2 separate regions of the Pan troglodytes genome follow, and region 1 is linked to region 2. The links are chromatin contacts, called in public Hi-C maps. All regions are on one chromosome and are shown on one strand. Each heading gives the region's core, a stretch centred on a gene start, on an enhancer-like site or on the middle of the called end of the contact. The rest is flanking DNA. Distances are from core to core; before and after follow the strand shown. Region 1 holds the start of SIM1 (SIM bHLH transcription factor 1). Region 2 holds the start of PRDM13 (PR/SET domain 13).

The links. A called contact is a pair of places that touch in the nucleus more often than the background predicts.
Region 1: a contact with region 2 is called in a Hi-C map of induced pluripotent stem cells, with 6 times the contacts expected there. The contact joins the promoter of SIM1 here to the promoter of PRDM13 in region 2. A contact is called at or near these places in 3 of 7 Hi-C or Micro-C datasets (induced pluripotent stem cells and stem cell-derived neural progenitor cells) and 1 of 1 other capture datasets (stem cell-derived neural stem cells).

The regions. Positions count from the first base shown.
Region 1 is chr5:112,401,786-112,405,686 of NHGRI_mPanTro3-v2.0_pri, forward strand. SIM1 (SIM bHLH transcription factor 1) reads right to left here and starts at 1,832. Exons shown (of 11, transcript NM_001081488.1): 1 at 1,658-1,832. The coding sequence starts at 1,832.
Region 2 is chr5:111,549,800-111,553,653 of NHGRI_mPanTro3-v2.0_pri, forward strand. It overlaps PRDM13 (PR/SET domain 13), which reads left to right and starts at 2,138. Exons shown (of 4, transcript XM_016956391.3): 1 at 2,138-2,498. The coding sequence starts at 2,328.

The sequences.
Region 1 (3,901 bases), core at 582-3,081, 850 kb after region 2:
GGCCAGCGGAGTTCGCAATAGCTTTATTTTTATAAAGTAGGCGCTGACAGTATAAAAGACAACGAGATCTCTTTTTTAAATAGAAGGCAGTGTGGTATAATGGTAATTATCCCATCGACAATTCATAGCACAGTTTGAATGGGAAATGTGGTTTTTAGTATAAAAGTTCCCCTTCTTTTTCTTCTTTTTCTCTTTCTTTCTTTCTTTTTTTTTTTTTTTTTTTTTTTAATTTTCAGGTACTTTAGGCTTTGATTTCTTTTTTCCCCACAGTTTCCAGGGTCAGAGAAGAACTGTTCAAGGAACTGCTTTAGGAGGGAACGACTAAAGCATCACTTGTAGTTTGAAGGTAGAACTGAACTATAATTTGAAAGTTTTCCTTTAGCTTGGAGCATGTTTTTCATGCTCCACTAATTTGGAGCATGTTTTGCAGGCTTTTTGACTTAGATAATAACTTTTATGTCATGATCAAGCAAAGTGAAACTGCAAACCCAATAATGACTGTTTCCTGCCCATCCATTCATTTAATGGAAAACCACAAACCCCAAACATCTAAAATCAACAACAACAAAAACCTCCAGGGGTCAAGTCAGAAGTTCTCATTTGTAAATAAACACAATTCTTTCCCTTGGATTTTTGTTTGTTTGCTTGTTCAGTAATCCCTCTTTTACATTTCTGAATCCCTTCCCCCAGCAAAGACATATCTAAAATATTTTTAAAAATCTGTTTGCATTATTTGAATCCAAGTAAAGGAAAAGATGGACAAATAGAAAAGTGTCCTTTTCTAGTAAGTATAAATGGTTGTATATAGGACAGTGTTCTATGAAAGCTGCTCTGTCCTCACACCGTGAATCTTGATAATCTAAATATGAGTTTTAAATCATGTCAACAGCTCAGCTATTCTAACTTCTAGGCCTTATAAGGCAATTTTCTCAGGATCTATTTGCCAACCTGCCACCCAGAAGATATTTTCTAAGCGGGCTAGCCATCTTAATTCAATCTTATGTATTTTAGGACTAGCCTATTATCTTACAGATAACATCAAGCCCACAGTTGCAAATCATCAAGCTCCAGAGTTAGTTTCAGAATCTGCGAATGTCTTGAAAACTCGGAATAAATTTGCTTAGAATTTATTTAAGAACTTGAGTAAATTCAGGCATACTTGTTCACAAATATGCATGTTACTCATTTGCAAAGCTTTAGATATATAGAGAAATTATTATCTGGCCTATCTAGCTCCAGGTACATGGGTCTATCCACACCTGGCAAAAAAAATACAGAATTAGGCAGTGCTCCTGGTTTTTACTGGACAAAATTCTAACAAGAGGAGTAAAAAAGAAAGTCATGTTTGGATTAGTAGTACTTTCAATTGAGCCTAGTATCTGAAGTGTTGACAAAAGGACTGTTGGGCTGCTTCCCAACCAAACATATCTGATGGACTGAAGAGAAAGTATTGATGGGGAGGTAGAGGGAGCCTCAAAAAAGCGACAGAAATTCTGAGTTCAGTGAGGACCTTAGTGAAGCAGCCGAGCTAAACTTCCCTTTGCAGAATATATATGTAAATATGTATGCATTTCTCTGGTCACTGATGTCGGCTCATTGCCTGGCAAATCCCCAGCCCCTTCTGCCTTTGAAATTCCATCTGGGCAAAGTCACTTACCTTCTGGGAACACCACTCTCATTTTGAGATAGCTGGTCGTGAGTCTGATTATGGATGCTTTGTCCAGCTGCGAGGTGATAGCCGAGGGCAAAGGCAGTAATTTAGCCAGTTCATAAAATTCACTGTTTTCCTTCTCCCTCCTAGTCCGCGCAGCATTTTTGGACTTTTCTTTCATTGTGTCTTGTTCCCCCTTTCTTCTCACAACTTAAGCTCCGCAGATTCATCCAAAACCAAAAATAAACTTTCAATTAGAGATCATATTTGGCAAAAACAAAAAACATACTTTGAATAAAGAGGCTGAAGTATTTGCACCAAGAACAGTGTATTGATGGCAGTAAAAGACCAGCCGGGGTGAACGGAAAATATGTTCTTTGAAAATGCGCGATGCAGTATAGGAAAGTTGCTGATCCACCGAATTTGGGCGATCCACCGAATTTGGGCAATCCTGGGGGTCGTTCGGGGTATCAAATGCCAGTGGGACCCCTGAGGAGCCAGCCTTTTCTTCTACTGCCAGCTGCGAACCCTGGTCCTCGGAAAATCGACATAATAATCCCTGACGTTTGCTCTTCAGTCTCGCGGCATTTAAGGTATCTCCGAGCCCCTTTGGGAAGAGCAGGAACCCCAGACAACTCTTTCAAGGCCCTGTGAAGACAACAGCATCAGAGCATAAGAGATCAGCGGCTCCACAAGTACTCACACACTCGTCCCAATTCCAAAAACACGGCCGGAAAGGGCCTCAGTGCGCCTAGCCAGGCGTTTTGGGTTTGTTTTTAAAGAAACGGGTAAATTGGCAGCGAGACAGCCCCCTGCAAATAATGCTGGCATTCCCTCACCCATGCCAGCCACATCCTCCAGACCCCTGGGAAGTTGCCCAAACAACAAAATACATATTTTTGAAGACCCGCAAGGGATCTTCCGCCGCGGATCCCCGAGTCCGCGCCCAGGCCGGGCGCACGTCCCAGGAAAGCAGGTTTCCGCAAATCAGAATTCCTCCACGGCGAGGCAGGGGCCTTTCAGCTCCCTACCTTGGCAGATCTGGACCTTGGCTACCTCTTTAACTTGGGTCTCAAGTCTGAGGGATTCCTCAAAAAGTGACTTACACACCAAGTCTCTCGGGACTCCCAAGGCGACCCAGCGCTCTGGCTGCCCAGCAGGGGCTGCAACAAGCGGGGCCCAGCAGCGCCAGGTTAACAGGTGGCGCGCTCGCGACAGCCCCTCGCAGGCTCCCCCGGGGGTGGGAGGCGCCGCGGCCTCTCCCACACCACCGCGGAGCTGCGGGGCTGCTGGGCGGGCGCGGTGCGTCTTCTGCTTCACCTACCTTCAGTCCCCACAAGCGGCAGAGGTTTCGGGGGCGCCCATCTCTTAACTGTTCTCATGCCTACCGTCCAACCCAGCGACACCGCCGGCCTCTCCGCTTCCCACCGGCAGAGAGGAGCAGAGCATTCCCGGCTCCCTTTTCTGGATCATGAATTGGAGGAGGGGTGCGTGACAGAAAGAGGAGGATGCAAGCTTTGGGACGAGTGAGGTGATTTTAGAATCCTGGTCCTCCGTACTTGCTACGAAGCCAGTTCACTATTATTCCTAATTGGAAGCCGAAAACTGCCCCCCGTAACTTCTTTATAGCTTAAGGGTTTAGCTTCAACTTCACTCCCGGGCCGCCTCTCTCCCGCCCTCCCTCAATGCCACTCACAAGCCTCCTAGCCTCCCATTGGCCTGGCGCGGCCAGGGGCGAGGCGCTCATTGGCCAATAGGGCTGAGTGACACGAGTCGGCCCCGAGCCGCCCTCCGCGCGCCCAGGCTCCGGGCTCTGAATCTTACTACCCGCGGGACCGCTGGACTCCTAATGAGCTCAGGGTGCCGGGTCGGCGCTGTCCGGTTGCCGCCGCTGCTCGCGGCCTCCTGGGCCTCCCCGACGTCGTGCGCGACCCGCGCTCCTCGGGCTCCCTGGGGTCGGGTGGTTGAGCGCTCAGTCCAGCGCGGCGGCCCAGCAGAACCGGGAACGTCCGGAGGCAGCGGAGGTCGGGCGTGCGGGTTAGGTCTACCGGCGGAGGAGGCAGGGTTCGCCCAAAGGCCCATCCCGCTGGCAGTCGCTGGCCGACGGCGTGCGCGAGGCCGGTTTGGGGCGTTATTTTCTCTTTCTCGTTTCTCTGAAACCATGGCGACACGGAATTCATTGCCAGAGGAAACAAATACAATAACTGTCTTTAAATTAATCCCAAAGAAGTGCGTCTTTTTCGAAATGGC
Region 2 (3,854 bases), core at 888-3,387:
TTAGAGGGACATGTTCATGGCTTAAATTTATTGCCCTGACTCTTCGGAGCGGCTTCCTCTCCTCCTCCCCACCCCCCCGGCTTTTGCCATTCATGGGCCGCTGGATCAAAGGCTCCCTCTGCTCCGTTGAGGGCAGTCTTCACAGCCCTCAGAAGCGCAATTGGAGGCTTCTGAGGAAAAATCAGTGGCAGCTCCCTCAGAAAGTGACCTGGGCATAGTGTGGCTGCACGGTCCCAGAGGCCACAGTGTGTGGCCCTCCAGACCTTTCAAGCGGCTCTTCTCTGCCTCGGCAGCCATGTATACACAGGCCCTGGAGTTGGCCCGAGGCCAGCCTTCCGTGTGTCCTCTCATGGTCTGACTTGAGATGCTTAGACTTGAAACCTTTGGCCTGGCCTGGATTTTCCCATTAGGCAAACAACCAGTTTTGGAGCTTCCAGAATGCACGCACTCTACAGATTGTTGTTACAAACCGAAGTGAACCGCAGAGAGGAAGCAAAGGGTCTGTTTGTATCCATCATTCCCATTTTACAGACTGGGAGGCTGAGCCTCCGAAGCAATCCACTAAAGGTTCCCCGAGTCTTGAGTGGGAGAGCACAGGGTGAATGATCCTGAGTGTCCTGGACCTGCCCAGTATGGTGAACATAGGTTTCGAGTGAGGGGCACCACATGGAGCTTCTTTGAAGACCCTCCTCAGATAAACTGCTGAGTTGCAGGTGTCGCCACCTTGCGTCCTGCCACCCTTGCTAACCACAATCACTCCAACACTTTCAGCCGACAAAGCCTCTAGGAGAAGCTAGCGTGGGCGCTGCTGAGGGCCCTCCGCCCTTTTGTGCAGTGGTTGGGCCTCTGGCGCTAGGCTTGGAAATACACCACCACTCAGGCCTCTCTTGGAAGAACTGCATCGGGCTCGGGTGCTGGCTGCATAGGATTTGGGGAGCTGTGCCCAGAACTAGCAGCACGCGGCAGGTGCCGGCAGAAATCACAAATATCTGATGAACTTGATCACTCGGCTACTATTTATGAAAATAAATGTCCTCACGCCAATTGGAGGCTTCCCTAAAAGAAAACGGGTAGCTCTCCGGTTTAACTCTGAAGTACAACGTCTTGTTATTCACAAAGTAGGTGTAAGAAAGAGTTGTCCCAAACGCCCACCTCGCCCCTCTTCTCTACAACCTTTAACCGATTGCGGTGATTTTCGTTTTTGTTTACTCTGTTTTTTTTTTTTTAATAGAAAAGTCCAGGTTGCTGGTTTTAGGGGAGTTAGTCCAAGGACCTCTTCTAGGGGACGTGATCAATAACCCACTGGTAGAACTTCTTCCCCTTCAACCCTGGGCTGCAGACCGGGGCGCAGGATCCCCATTCGAAACTGTTGGTTCTGGGGCTGTTTCCCATTCTCCAGAGAAAGTGCAGGCCCGGGGTGTGCCCGAGAAAAGTGATGAACAGTTGACCTCCCCTTCTCAACTTGGTCTGGAGGCTTCATCATATTTTCGGACGAAATGGGACAGAAGTGAGAATTAAAGCGGTTCTAAATAGACGACTGGCCTGAACCCAATCCCCTGAAATGGTAATATGGTTGTTATTTAAAAAGTGTAGGTATTTTCTGGTGTTTTCCCATCAAGTACCTGCCTAATTTCTGTATGGCACACGCCAGAAATCAATAGAAGTTAACAAGTCCTCCAAACAGTCTCCATCTCTTTGTTTAATCTCCTTTACAATAAAGCCAAGGGGAGAGAATTAAAAATCTTTGAAGTAGATCAAGGCTCAAAGGAATCAGCCAAGTAGACTTAAAGTAGTCACTTATTTCCCAAAACTGGTTTGTCGGGGAACAATAAAAGGAAGTAAAATTTATGGAGAAATTATACAGTGGATTTGTCACTTAAAATATCGTAACTGTCTGGAGGACAATACCCCATGCTGAGGATTAATGGTCCCGCCGGACCTTTGATTCACCAGTGCCTTTTCTTCGCCCTTGACAAATTGGATTTTTAGGAATGGGAAGGTCGCCTGGACCATTGTGTGCTAGCCATTCAGAGGCCTCGATTATGCAGGGGGCTGAGGGAACCACTCCATGTGACCCTCTCGGGTGGGACTCTGCAGCTGCTTCGCAGCGCAACTCTCTCACCAAACTCCGCGCCCTTGCGCTAGCGGTGCCAAAAGGCTCCCGCCCCGATTGAAAAGGCGCAGTGCATGCCCGCCCGCGTCACTCCGCGGGCGGAGGACGCACGTCGGGGCGCGGCTCTCTGGCTAGCGCGCAGCTCCAGCTCTGTCACTCGCGCCCTTCCAAGGACCTGGAGCACCCGAGCGCCTGCCTGGTGGCGGCGGCAACAATGCACGGAGCCGCCAGAGCGCCAGCCACCAGCGTGAGTGCCGACTGCTGCATCCCGGCCGGCTTGCGCCTCGGACCGGTGCCTGGTACCTTCAAGCTGGGCAAGTACCTGTCAGACCGCAGGGAGCCCGGGCCTAAGAAAAAGGTATTGACCATTCAGACCTCTGCCCACTGCCATTCGCCTCTCAGTGCCCTGACCCGGGAAAGGGATACGAGAGAAAGTGGAGGAAGGGAGTGATTGAGTCGTTACCTGCTAATTCTCCCGGGTGGAAGGGGACTCCTATTATTCTGAGCAAGTAGCCTCTTTAACTGTGAGAGCTGGACGGGGTCGGGCTGAGAGGAGAGGATGTGGCCGAGAGGCGACAGCCCTGGGTGGGGTGCACTGAGCGCTGTAGGTGCCGGGACCATTCGCAGCTTGTGTTTTCCCCTGCGCTCTCGGGTCTCCTCAGTCAGAAGCCAGAAGCCAGAAGCCCACCCCCGCACGCTGTTCGCAGCTCTCTCTGCAAAAGCACCCTCTTTCTGGGGGCTCAGGGCATCGAGACCCTTTCTTCCCTTCTGCCCTTCAATATGTTAATTTGAGGCCTAATTTCGCCTTAAAATAATTTTTTTTTCCTGAAAAAAAAATCTTTGGGAGGCTCTCAGTTCCTAGAACCTCCTCAGATGTTTTTTTTTTTTCCCTTGCCGATGTCGGCTTGTGGGTTTGCGGCATATGGAGAGAGGATGAGCAAGGTACTGGCTCTGACGCGGGCTCCAAGGGCGAGGGGCACCCATCCGCGCGGGGCACAGGGTCAGAGCGTCTGCAGCGGGGCTCTGAGAGTCCAGAGTCCCAACCGGGAGGCGCCAGGGCCAAACCACTAGCTTTGACTCCCACACTCCACACACCGTCGCGACCCCTGACCAGAGAGACTTAAAGCACTCGCCCGCTTTGGGGGCGTCCCAGGAGCCAAAGGTCGGCAAACAGCGACCGGGAAATGAAGGCAGAAGTCTGGGGTAGAAGAAAGGACTTTGGCCTCCTTGGCTTTAGCTTGCCTTGCTTGGAGCTTTCTAGTAAAAAGCTCCGGTGTCCAGCCAGCGGGACTTGCATCTCGCTCCTCCTGCAATCACGCCCCCCACTACAGTCTAAAGCAGGGTTTGGTGCCCACCGCGCATTCCTCTTTAAACGCGTTTTAATTGCTTTTAAATGGCCTGCCAGCTGCGGGCAAGCTTTTCCCCGCTTGGGCTTTGTTCCGAGACTTTAGCTGCAGGGCTCACAGGCAACTAGGTGCGATGCATACAGAATACAGGAGGCATGAGATAATTTTTTTGTTTGTTTGTCGGGGGTACGCTCTGGGCCCTGGGACTGACCTAGAAATGTCTCTACCGTGGTGTTACGGCTGCTCTCAGAACTGCAAATGGGAGAGCTGGGGTAGGGGACAACTTGGTACAAGATGTGCCTAAGCACTCAGGGAGGATGCTCTCAACACCCCTCCCCCCTCCCCGTGTCGTCAAGGTGGGGCGCAGGGAAGTGGGAGTACTGTTAGCATAGGTA